2 separate regions of the Mus musculus genome follow, and region 2 is linked to region 1. A link is a contact called in public HiChIP or PLAC-seq data. All regions are on one chromosome and are shown on one strand. The core of a region is the stretch at or near the end of the contact, and the rest is flanking DNA. Distances in the headings are between cores, read along the strand shown.

Region 1 (6,629 bases), core at 1,458-3,957:
AAAGAAAGAAAAGAAAAAGAAAGTGCACTGAAAATGTTTTGAGGGGAAAGTCAACCACAACAAAAGTTACAGCAAAAGTAGGAAAAAGGCCGGGCGTGGTGGCGCACGCCTTTAATCCCAGCACTCGGGAGGCAGAGGCAGGCGGATTTCTGAGTTCGAGGCCAGCCTGGTCTACAAAGTGAGTTCCAGGACAGCCAGGGCTATACAGAGAAACCCTGTCTCGAAAAACCAAAAAAAAAAAAAAAAAAAAAAAAAAAAAAAAAAAAAAAAAAAAAAAAAGTAGGAAAAAGAATGAAAAGGTGAAGAGTGCTGTGACCTGGGGACAGAGCTAGAAGGAGGAGGGCTATGTATCAGCACAGTGCAGGTGTTAAGCAGAAAGGGAGACTTAGTTCTACTCTAGGGCAAGGAATGGAATTTTATCTAACAGACATTGTGAGATGAAGGGAAATGCTAGGTGTAGAATGAATATACAGAGTATGTCATTTGACAACTGCAATAATGCAGCCAAACAGGCAACAAGGGTCTGAATACAGTAACAGTGTAAGAACGTAGAAGTGAGCTCTACTGTGAACCACATTTTGAAGAGACAAAAAAAGTTACAAAAGAAAGTGATAGTTCAGTGGTTAAGAGTGTGTACTCTTCTTCCAGAAGCCTGGAGCTTGGATCCCAGAACCCAGATTAGGCTCCTTTCAGCTGCCAGCTCACAACTGTCTGCACTTCCCAGGAGATCTGACATCTTCTTTCTGTTTCTGCAGGCACTTGCACTCATGACTTCATTAACTATAAACACACACATACATCTACACATATTAAAGACAAAAATAATTAAAAAAAAAAAACAGGACTTGTTAAGGAGAAGTTGTCAAGAAAACTCTTAAGTTTTCAAATCAGACATGGAGTGAAAATGCCACTTGTGAATATGAAAGACCTGGAAAGGGGTCAGCTTAACATAGAAGAAACTATATTTTCTTCCATATTTACAGAATGCAGTAATGACAGGGCACTGAAATAGAAATAGAGAGACTACATTTATGTATGACAAAATGCAACACAATAACAACTGGACCCTCAAGGCCAAATGAGATGGCCTGCAGTATTTGGATACCCAGGACTTAACAAAAATAAGCTTCTTTCTTTTTTAAAATGCTCAGCTACAAATAAATGCACCCTATAATTTCCTTGACATTTCAGGATATTTATGTATGACTTTGGTTTCAAAAAGTTAAATTTGTTTTGAGGAGAACAATGTGGATAGAACTTTGAGTGGTACCCAAAGTTAGGAACAGGAAGAAAAGCACTCAAGCAAACCAGGAAGCACTGAAGGAAAGGATCCTCTTAAAAGCAAAGGATAGTAAACCGAATAAAATACAAGCGATTGGGAGTGAGTTGGAACTGGAGGTGAAACAAGAGTCTAGCTCTGACCTTTGCACAAACGTTATGTGCCCCAAATAAAGTAACAAATCCCATCTTTACTGGCTGAAAAAAACAACTTCAAGTACAGACTGTTCTTGTATCAATTCTGCATGGGAAAGTATGGATGTATTAATATAGACTAGTGCAGCTGACCTTTTCACTAATCTGACATCATTATGAAGAGGGCCACTGTTACCAAGATTTTAAAATTAGATGGAGAAATACAAAACAAGATAGAGAATAGAACAATTAGCAAAAACTATGAAGCGAGGTCTTTATATTGGAGATTCATCTAATATGCATACCGAATTTCACAAAATAGCTATATGGAATTTGGTACAACTGACTGCTTCACTAAAACATAAGCTTTTCAATTCACTCTTATGTACTTTTATAATAATCCTCACTTTTTAAAAACATTCTTCCCATTTCCTTGTGGTAATGAACCGCCTTGAGAACCTGAAATATATTTTTGACAATCAGGAATTCGGTCCATAATACAACTTGGAAATGAAAATGGTAATTTTAAATGCATTCTAGGATAGCCGCTTATGTCACATCTATCTCCTAAGATATTCCTTGAAGGTCACTTTTCTTTAAAGTTATTGCTGTAATGGGCGTGAAAACTGGTCGTACCACCCCCCGCCCCGCCCCCAGCATCATGACAGAAATGACAGTGACAAGAGGCTCTGCAACCTGCTGACTCATACAGTTTTTTTCATCTTTTAAAAGGGACGCGCATCTGGTTCTGCTTAAGCAACAGCGCACTGGGATAGGACGGGAAGAAAAAGCAAATCGCTGAGAAGTAAAAATATCCAGCCACCAAAACACAAAGCACACGCTGCCCAGTCAAGGTCGAGGTAGATCAGAGAAAACGTCGCGTCTCCAGTGATCTGCCAGAGAACAGCCCATTCAGGACCCGGCGTGCCACTGCAGAGAGGGGCTGGGCGGGACCACCGGCGGGGGCGGGGCGCAACCAACCAAAACACCCGGCGGCCACGCCCGCGGCATCGGGGCGTCGGGGCCAAGCGCCCGCCAGGACCCCGAGGCCTGCGTATCGGGCCTCCGAAACGCCCGCGGGAGAGCCCGGCGAAGCGCCCACGCCACGGAGGCCACCTGCCACCCCGCCGCCTTCCGGCCACTCACCGGGACGCAGGCAGTAGTCACGGGCGCCGCGGCCGCCACTCGCCTCCCGCCAGCTCTGAGGTCCGCATCGGCCCGCCCGGCCTGCTCGCAGCTGCGGCGCCCGGACCCCAAACACTGGCGTGACCAGCACCACCCACCGCTACGCCCCGCCCCCAGCGGAAGTGACGCAAGCTCTAGGGCCTGTTTTTCTGCCTTCTGCCCTCCTAAGCCTACGTAATAGGGCGTGGCTGTGGAGAGAGGGAGGGGCGGGGAGTTTGTTGGAGCTGAGTGCTTGGGAGAGGCACCGCTTCGGAAGGGGCAAGTGCTACTTTTATGATCTGTTGTGACGGTTAGGCGGAGATCAATGGCTTTTAATCTCAGCGCTGTCTCAGAGTAGAGTGCCTGGTTGCTTGCTTGCGGGTTACCAATAGTTCAGAAATAAGTTCAGCTGGGCTGAGCGTGCCAGAAGACTCTGCGCGCGCTGTGTTGCCTAGGTTCCAGGGAACCGCTTTAACCGCAGCCTGGATGTGAGCAGCCTGGCTGGACCCTGTGATCCTGCTGTGGTGATACCTCCTCTTTGTTTCTAGAACAGCTACGGGGTCTGTCAACTTAAAAGCTCTTTGTCATATACCATCTTGTGGGAGTTAGCGTGTACTACCCCTTTGATGGTCTTGTAATCAACACGTTGAAATTTTTGTATACCAGGGAGGCAAACTACAACCCGCCACAGGTCTAGTGCTATCTAGTTAACTAGACCATCAGATTAGGACCTCAGTGTTCACCTTCAAGAGTAGCAGAGGGCCAGCCCTTAAAATGAAAATGATTGTAAAGCCCTTTAGGAAGGGCATTACATGTGCTGCCAGATTCACTGACAGTTTTTAATTAAGGGGCTTTGGATTACAGAGGTTAAACATTACAAAGGTAAAAAATGTAGTAGGCCTATAAACTCGAGGCGAGAGCAGGCTACATGAGGAGACCTTGACGTTTCTTTCCCCTAAAAATTAAAGAAAAAAAAGAAAAAAGAGTAAATGAGCATACTAGGCATTTGGTTAACACATGATATTGGGTTGTGTCTACCATACTGTCTGGTAAACCCTAGCAGTGTATTAGCTGTTAAATAGCCTCACAACAGCTCAAATATGTACTCCAAAAATTAAGAAAGGCTTGGAAATAACTTTAGCTCTTGATTTTTTTATTATTAATTTACTAATATTAAAATACCCTGACACTATTGAAATGGTAGAAGGTCAGAACTATTACCATAGTGAGCTGTCAGCTCCAGGTTCTGACACAACAAAGAGTAGAGTTTAGAACAGTAGGCAAAGGGGGTGGTCATTGGATGGAAGATTACTAAGAAATGACATCACGTCAAAGGTAACAGACATTCTTGCTGAAAAGAAGCAGATTCTTGGTGAGAGAAGATGAGAATGACCAGATACCAAGAGTGGGGATTAATTTCATATCAACTTAGACGATTCCTCCTAACACTGGACTTAGATAGGTCCAAGGCAGAGGCCAAAAGATGACAGGTACTGTGAAAAGTCATAAAAGGAACCTAACTAAATCTTGGTCAAGCAGTCAGTAACTCACCATGCCTTCTCCCTTTGTTTCTAATGTTTAATAATGTAATTCCTTAAGTTAGATAATATACCCAGATTTTCTTCCTATGTTAGAAATTTCCATGCAACTGTCAATTCCTCCTCTCCTTCCCTTGTCAGTAATTTTACCTCTAATCAGAAATAAAGCTTAATGGATCTTCCTTTACCATCTCTTACAATTTCTTCAGCTCTGTGCTCTCGCCCTCCTTTTTCCTTAGTGTAGAGCTTGCTGTATGTCAGTCTCACATAAACTGGTTCTACAGTTTGTAACTAACCTCTAACCCAGTCTCTTCTGCAGGGAAAGTTATCTTTCAGAATTGCAAAATGATCATGTGTTTTCCCAGAGCAGAAAGATTGGGCCAGGAGCACTTCTTCGGTAAACCACAGGGATGTGACAAGCTTTAACTGTGTGGCTTCTCACCCCTTGCCCAGTATTTTTTACCTTCCAGAAACACCATTATTTTACCATAAACATTGAGCCTTTTCATAATTAGTGCCTCTGTACATGCTCTTGGCTCAGATTTCCTCCTGTCCTAGCCTTCAGATTTGTACTTAAACCAAGAAACTCTTCCTGCTCCCATAGAGCAAACCATTTATTGTACTTAAACTTGCTTCACCTCTAGCCCTCACTGCTCGGGGTTGTGATTTATTCATTTGTATCCTGGCATTTTCCCTACAGGCCAGAAGTATAATGCTGTATTTGTGTTTCTGTTTTCTTATCTGACATATTACCTGTCCAATCATTGACACTACAATTCTATATTATAAAATTTAGGGGAAGAAAAATATTTTATCATTTAATTTCAACCAAAATAAATAAATTCAGTAGTGTACAAAGTAGATTACCTTGCATATTAACAGCAGAGTAATGCCTTCAGAAAACAGTTAACACTTGGAATAAAGATAAGTGTAGCAACTGTTTAGCTATTCACCTATGTAAAACAGACATATGCCTGTCATATCACGTACTTGACACTTTCATTCTAAGCAAAGGGCTATTGGTTATTTTATCTTGTTTGGGTATTTCCCTCCTCTAAGTACATAGTCCCTCTTTCTACTAACTGTTAAAGTCTGGCTCATTAGAACTTCCTCAAAGGAAAGTACCCAAGGAGCTAAAGGGATCTGCAACCCTATAGGTGGAACAACATTATGAACTAACCAGTACCCCGGAGCTCTTGACTCTAGCTGCATATGTATCAAAAGATGGCCTAGTCGGCCATCACTGGAAAGAGAGGCCCATTGGACACGCAAACTTTATATGCCCCAATACAGGGGAACGCCAGGGCCAAAAAGGGGGAGTGGGTGGGTAGGGGAGTGGGGGTGGGTGGGTATGGGGGACTTTTGGTATAGCATTTGAAATGTAAATGAGCTAAATACCTAATAAAAAATGGAAAAAAATTAAAAAATAAATAAATAAAATAGAACTTCCTCAAAGGACATTTTAGACTCTTCATTGTTCAAACAAAACTTAATAATTATGACCAAAATTAATAAAGCCACATGCTTCAGGATATTTGCACAAATTATGTAAGAGATAGGCCTAAAAATAATTTTAGGGTAGTCACTGTGGTAGGCAGGGAAATGGTGTCCTGAAAAGTGTAGTCTAAGCTCTTGTGAGGTAAGCCTACCAGAGACTACCACGTGAACACTCTTAAAGACGACAAGAAAGTCTTTATTGCAGTCCAGCAGCTATATGGGGAACTTGCCCAAGTTGTACAGCTCCGTGTCTTAGCATTTTTTTTTTTTTTAGCCTTTTATGCACAACAACCCCATATCCTGGTTGGCACATTTCACTTAGCACGAAGCAGAACTACAGAAGTGAAAAAGTATGGTTGGCACAGTTAGGGATTTTTCGCTCAGACTTTCCCAGACACATCCCAGAATGTAGACTTAACCTTTGTTCCTATTTTGGCAGATGGGCCAGGTCTTTATTCCTTTTTTGGCAGGCATTGGATTGCTGGGTTTCAAGGCCTGAATGCTGTTTCTAACATGATATCAGTTGTCCTAAGGTTTAGCCTACTAATGTCTGAGGTCCTGTTACAAGCAGTCCTTGGAGCCTGTGAATATATTATGCTGCATGGCAAGGAATCCTTGCATCCCTCATTAAAGTCACAGATTTTAAGAAAGGGGTAGGGGATACCTTTAATTATATATGGGAATCCTGTACGTAATCAGATGTGGATTCAAGAAGGACACTGAGACAGATTGTTAGGAGTAATAGAAGAGTGATTAAAGCTATAGACAATATGATTTGGGCTCCTCAATGGAAATGAGGGCCCTTGTGGTAGAAGTTGAGGTCTCACATCATTTTGAGGTAAAGGTAGCTTTATAACATAATCCTATAGTCAGGCTTTCTGGTTCCCAGGAAGGAGGCAGGCTGGGCGGGGTTGGGGGTGTGTGGGGAGGGGCAGGATGCATGGCCATTTATACTATATTTGATGTGGATTTATTCCCCAGGTGAGAGATCTTGACACCTATGAGTCTTTTAACTAA
Region 2 (7,034 bases), core at 4,294-6,793, 270 kb before region 1:
TTATACATTCTAGAAAAGTGGTCAAACACTAGGCTACACGCTGAGCCACATCCAGGCCCCTCCCACTTTCCTGTTGCCCTACTTGCTCTTCACACATGAAGGTAAGCCAGAGACAGGATTTTCTGTTGCATCTATAGCAGTGCATGGCAAGGTTAGTGAATGAAGTTGCACTGCGCCTATCTCAGCAAGCAGCTATTTTTCTGAGTATCTGCATATCATTTTATAAGTACTTTATGATTCAGAAGAGGAGGTAAATAGTTAAAATGACAAATAACTACAAGATGGTTGAAAAAATTCTTAGCATTTAGACTTACAATTATCCATCCAAAATATTATGGCCGGAGGTAATCCAATCGGAGGCCTACATGGAAGTACTAATGACTGCCCATTCTGGAGTACTATAGGTTCAAGTCTTTCCTTGGTCCACAAGGGTGACCCTGTTAAGCAAAAAACAAAAACCTTCTGAGGTATTTTTTCTTCCAAAAATAAAAAGAAGACAACAATACAAAGAAAGGCATTCAAAGATTTTTAGGAAATTGTAACTTAGAATTTACATACACTAAATAATGAGGGAATTACTTTTCAATAAGGCGTTAGGGTTTTTGGTTTTAAAAAAAGCAATTATAGGAGAAAAAGGAAAAAAATCTGTATTGCAATTGCTAGTAGGACTCAAGCCATTGATCCACTGGCTAATAATTTACAGTAATACATCGATAAGACATCAGCTTTGACATAGGCATGTTCTCCACAAAGAACAGGAAAAACATAAATGTCAGCATATTTATTAAACAAGTAACTATATGTACATTTGAACTTTATGCATATTATTATATGTATACATAATATATATACATATATACATATACATATATATATATATATATATATATATATATATATATATATATATATTATACTAATAAGATTGGCAAGAGAATGTATATGGCTGAGCAGTGGTGGCGCACGCCTTTAATCCCAGCACTTGGGAGGCAGAGGCAGGTGGATTTCTGAGGCCAGCTGGTCTACAGAGTGAGTTTCAGGACAGTCAGGGCTACACAGAGAAACCCTGTCGCAAAAAATAACAAAGAAAAAAAAAACCCAAAAAACAAAAAACAAAAAAAAGTGAATTGTAAGATATATTAATGTCAAGAAAAGGTTGTAAAATAGCATCTCAGAATAAACTAGTTTTGCATACATATACATTAGGAAAGAAAAGTACTGACTAGAAGTTATTTCTATGAATGGAAAGACACAAGATCAATTTAAATGTCTTTATATATAATTTTAAATTTTTTAAAATAACCACAACTACAAATGGCTGTTGTTCTTTAAATACAATTAAGGCTGTTGTGAGGATTTTAGTCCTGACCACTGCAAAAAGAGCCATCAATTTCCAGTAAGAATTTGAAACAACTGTTATAAGAAATCACATAGCTACCCATATCATAGGAATTTATTTTCATCATATAATCAGCTATATTAGAAATAAATACATAGATCAGTTTAGGGGATAAATACCCCTCATAGCCTTGGCCTCTTATTTGGACACACTGGATAGGCAAACACTGGACAGAGGAACTTGCTGGGTTGTTAGGAGAAAATAGAGAGGAGACTAAATAGGGAGGAAGTCAAGGTGGAACCCTGGAAGCAATGCTCTTGCTTTTTTGTGGTCACATTTGGATACCGGGACAGATGATGAGGCTGGGAACACATCTTTAAAGGGTCATATCTGTTTGACAAATCTCACTTACTAGATGGGCGGACAACAATGTTATTGGAGACGGCAGCTCCACGCTCGTTCCTTGCAGTGCACTGGTAGACTCCTTCATAGGTCTCTGCCTTCCCCTCACTCATGATGTTGATGACAAGGGTTCCTGAGCCAGGCTTCATGGTGACCAGAGGGTCCTTGTCTATGTCAAAGTGAGTTCCATTACGAGTCCAGGAAAAGCTGCCCGATCAAGGATTAAGCTCGTTAGTGGTTGAGAGAAACAGAATTATGTACCCTTTGAAAAGCCTTAGGCTTTATAGAGTGCCAGGAATAATTGTTAGATTTCAATATTTCGTAAAAGGTCTCACACTTAAAAGATCCTGCCAAATCACGATTCAGAAAAAAAAATGCTTTTTTTTTAATAATTTGAGGCATATACCTCTTTAAATTCAACTCAAATTTAACACAAATTGCCTGACATGTTTTCTAAAAAAACAAAAACACCATGTTCCCAAGGCACAGTCTCTTAACTGTATTAACATGTTTATTGTAAACCCCATTGTTCATACAGTTAAGCTGTCTATAAAAGTGTGCTCCAAGCTGAAATGTGACAAAATAGGTCTCCATAAGTATTGTATTATCTTTAGTGGGAAATCCATCAGATCTGTTTCAAGTTACCAAAGTACAAACTGGAGGCAGGGAGGAAAGTTAAGGCTTTGGAGTGTAATGTGAATTCTTAAAAGTGCTAATTCTACAAAAGTTGTAGTTAAGGATTTTTAATTCTAGAAATAAGTATCTAATTCTTAGATGACATATCGACTTGTTTCGTTGTATAAAAGATGCCTCCTGTAAATGCTAAGGTGCTCCTGTGACTAAATACTTCCTGATTGGTCTCACCTCGGTGATGGTAAGATGATGAAGAGGCATACATGGCAAACTTTCCTGTGTTTTCCAACTTGGATATCTTTTCTTACTATTTATGCTTACAGTGGTACTTGCAAAAGCTAAGGCCGGAGATGATGATGGGGCAGTCTATAGGTACTATGTGGACAGAGGCCAAGGACAGTGCTACACATCAAACAGTACACAGGACAGCTTCATTCTCAGAGCAAACACTCATCACCCCTAACTAATGAGAAGTCCTGCCATACACGTATGGAAGGCATTAACTAAGAATGAAGCAGAAAGGCACATTGAGGCCTGTCTGAAAAACGCTTTTTAGCAATTTGATGGCGTTACTGTTTTGGAGTAAAACTTTGATAAAAATGGTGGCATACACTGGTATCTAGAACCAGGTAGTTTTTCCTTAGGTGATAAAGCTTATTTACACATATATATATATATATATATATATATAAGTTTTATATAAGCTATATATATATAAGCTTTTTATATATAAGCTTTATATATATTGCAGATTATATATGTGTATATATATATATATTGCAGATAAAATACCTAAAACATTCACCCTTTTCTTATTTATAAATTATTTCAAGTTATAATTTAACAATCATAAAATTTAATTGTTTTAATATAATAGTTATTGAAAGTCTTATATTTTAACAACCAAACTCTATAGAATGCTCCATATTTCTCTACTAGCAGTTGTGCCACTCTCTGTAGGGCCTTGGACAGACAGTGGAAAAGGATGGCCCTCCAGTTCCCATCTTCATCATCTTTTGTTTAGACTGGATTATGAAGCGCTCATGCTGAGATCCCCATAGTGGATCCTGATAAGTGTGGAGAACAGTGTCAGACTATTCCATGGCCAGTATAGAGGTAGGAAAGTCTGTTGAAGCCTTCAAGTACAATTATTCTCTTTCTTTTCAACACACGAGAAAGGAGAAAGACAAGCCCAGATAAAAAGGGGTTTGGCCTCGCTTACATGAATAAAAACTATTGGCATCAGAGCCAAGATTAGAGTGACTTTCCCTAGCTCCTCACACACTATAAGCACTTTACTTACAGTAAAGCATGAATAGAGAATGCAAAACTCCAGACTTTAGCCCGTGAGCTGTTATTAACCTGAGAGATGAGACAATGAATCTATAACTGATGCTTTGGGGAGATGCAGAACCCAAGAAGACATTTTTAAGACCTTTGAAGAGCTTGAGATGAGCCGGGGATTTGGTTAGATAGACATAAGTGTTGCTGCTACTCGCAGTGAGAGCTATCCGACTAAGAGAAAGCGTTCCCCGTGACCTCGCCTATTCTATCAAGATCCCAAACCTTCCTGTATTCAGAGAGATGGCCGACTACTTTCCTATATTCTGAGATCCCCTACTACTTTCATTGCTATCGAAAGCAGGAACCATGCTTACCTTGGGGGAGGTTTCCCTTTGGCCTCACACTGGATTACAATATTCTCCCGAGGGTCAATGATGTAGTCTTTTGGTGACTGTTGAGTGATGGTTGGAGGTTGTACCACTTAATTGTAAAAGAGAATAAGGAAAAGTATTATATGACTTACTGCCATGATAGCAGCCACCTTTTCTATACCAAAATCACTTGCCTTAGGTTAAATATGTCACCAGTATTCCCAGTTATTTGTTGCAGCAGTAAATCCTCATTAAGTCTTCAACTAAATAACTCAGCTAAAGTTGGAAAGTCAAGACACAACTTCCCTTTGGTAACATCACACACACTTACAAAGTCCATTTTCCCAGACCAAAAGTCTGGGAAAATAATTACTAATGCAAATCTAATATTCAAACTTTTTTTTTCTGATGTAACAATGAGAAATCCATGCTTCTTTCGGGTCAAGCAATGGCTGTCAATATAATTTATAAGGTAGATTTGAATCTTTCTTACAATAGAGTCACCGACATACAGCTCATTAGTATTCAAATGGTGTAAATTATTATATCTCAGGGAAACATACTCTTGACAAAACTCATGTTCAAAAGATTGTTAAATTGGAGCCTTAACATGCCTTACCAGAGCCAGGAGGTACATGAATTAGGAATGAAGAGAAAACACTCTTATCTGGGTTAGTAATGAGATTAAAATCCTTCTTTCTAGAAGACCTTGTTTCTATGTGCTCTTCAAAGTGTTGCCTGGCCCTTTAATATGAAACTACAGAGCTAATTGTTTTGACCCAGAGCAGTTCCAGCTGAGGAAAGTCTGTCTAGAGACCTTGAGCATGCTTCTAAATTGCTCCAAGGAATTCGTTCCTCATGCCTCTGGAGTAGAACACGTGTTACCTGTAGTAGGTAGAGGTCAAGCATGTGTCTATATATCTCACAATGTCTAGGGCCTTTTCCTATGACTAAGGCTTACCTGGCCCCCAATGCAAACACGCTAGGACATGCTCGGGGCTGGGCAATGAGGTAGTCCAGCTTGCATTCCCCTGCACTTGGACCCTCCTGCTTTTATCTTGTTGATTTCCAAAGCTGGTCAGCAGTTTTGTCTGAAGGTTACTGGCTGTCAGTTTTTCATTATTTGGGAGACTTGAGCCTCAACCTCCTGTAAGTCCTCAAAGGGAAAAGGAGGTTCAAAAGCTGACTTGGCCTGCAACTGGTCCTGGGAGGATTAGTAACACACTTTGTGTGAAAGTGTCTAGTGGATGCCAACACTGGGATTGTTCAGTGGAACTTCAAGCATTCTGATTGGGCCAGCTACATTTGTATTGATCAACCTTCAAATTCTGGGAGGACAGCATTTGGGATAATAAAAGGAATTCTTCAAGTTCTATTCTGTCAAAAAGGTGAACAAAGACGTTGGTAGAATGGGTTCTTGGGGTGATTTAATCCAGTTCGTTTGTGGGGGGTGATAGGTGGTGGATAAGGTGCCAGACATGCAAATTTTGTGCTTTAAAATGCAGGGCTTCCCCTCCTGTGCCTGCAGCTGTGCCAGGAGTTTGCCATCTGGAGGTATCTTTTTCAATAGTGCTTAGGTCATACGGCAATTAACAAATGCTTTGTAGTAATAAGTGACTTACCACGATGTGTCTGTTTAACTCAGCATCAAAGGAAAATGTCTGAAAATGGACCATCTTTTCACTGGATGATAAATGCTACCCAGCTGTCAGAAACGGCAAACATTTTTGCTTATGGGAAGCTTCCCAGGAAGCTTGTTATTTTAAGATACTCTTCTATTTTAAGATATTCTTTTCAGGGCTTTTCTCCTTAGAACACCTAGGAACATTGTTCTACCCAGCTCTGAAGACTAAAGCCGTCAGAGAGGGACTTGAATGAGGTGTCTGTATATTGAATATTCCCAACTTCCAAACCTCTACAAAAAATATGTGTCTGTTCCAGTCGATGGCATTTAAAACAAAATAATCATTCCCCCCCACCACCACCATCACCAAAATTTTGAATTTTCTCATTGAGTTACATCAGATTTAAATACAGCTTGGATGTTAGTAGAATAGCAGCAGGTTGGCAAAAGTAATATCAGAGTCTACATAATTCATGCAAGGCTATATATTACATTTGTGCCTTAGCATTCAAACCAGGTGTTGAGCTATAGTAAGCAACATGCTTACAAAACCACTAAGCACAAAACACGATGCTGTTTGTCTGCTTCACACCATTAATTCAAGAAACATGGGCGTGGTCCCCTTTCCACGCTGCCCAGTAGTTTGTAGAAAGACACTTACAGTCATGAAGGAGCTTTGCTTTATTCCCATCAGCATCAGCACAGGAGTGGGCAAAGAAGATTAGAGAAAACCAGATGTTAGTAGGGAGAATGTTAGCACCTTAAAGATAAAAGGGGGCACTTTTGTCTACTTGGATTGACCTTAAAAAAAAAAAAAGAAAAAGAAAAAGAAATAAACATATTGTGAAAGTTAAAATTGTGACATTACAAGAGAAAGAAAGAGGTACTCGTGGTCTGGCTTGCCCCTGCAGCAGCTTCTCACATCCACATATGGAAGAACAAAGGCTATGTATGCTGTGGGGGGGGGGGGGGGGCTGTTCCAGGATAGGAATGGCAATGCATTGATAATTATGCTCAATTGGAAAAAATGAATGAAATCTACAATTAATTTGAGTCGTCACGTTCTATGTGGTATCTGATCTTATTACTCCGACAACACGATGCACATGCTAATGATACCTCACAATGGGATATAGTTCTCCATCCAACTCAAATCCAACACCAATTTAAGATATGCACATCTCCATGGTTTCTTTTCCAAGGTGGTTTTATACTATTAACATATTTCTGCTTTGGAATTCTCAGTCAGCCAGATTACTGGGTTCCGTATATAGGATCATTGTGTGTGCTGAAGAAAGGATATGTAGGTCGAAGACATGTTTGTTTGCAATTCCAATCATTGTGCGGAGCTGCCTGTCATTACTGCTTGCAAAGCAAAGGT

Evidence for each region. HiChIP or PLAC-seq counts read pairs in DNA pulled down with a chosen protein or histone mark.
Region 2: a contact with region 1 is called in an H3K27ac HiChIP or PLAC-seq map of epiblast stem cells, with 4 times the contacts expected there. The contact joins the enhancer-like site here to the promoter of Pnpla8 in region 1. A contact is called at or near these places in 16 of 115 datasets of contacts at active chromatin or transcription factors (DN3 thymocytes, cardiomyocytes, craniofacial prominence and 11 more) and 1 of 9 other capture datasets (adipose tissue).

What each region holds. Positions count from the first base shown.
Region 1 is chr12:44,265,232-44,271,860 of GRCm38.p6, reverse strand. Pnpla8 (patatin-like phospholipase domain containing 8) reads right to left here and starts at 2,707. Exons shown (of 10, transcript NM_026164.2): 1 at 2,560-2,707.
Region 2 is chr12:44,534,355-44,541,388 of GRCm38.p6, reverse strand. Nrcam (neuronal cell adhesion molecule) reads right to left here. Exons shown (of 31, transcript NM_176930.4): 5 at 4,033-4,138; 6 at 1,752-1,948; 7 at 315-437. Among named protein-coding and RNA genes, the nearest start is that of Nrcam, 210 kb to the right of the region's middle. Within about 2 kb of position 5,543, at least 7 of the 459 cell types and tissues checked have an H3K27ac peak or open chromatin away from gene starts, as enhancers often do. A contact at or near this core is called in epiblast stem cells, where this site is marked.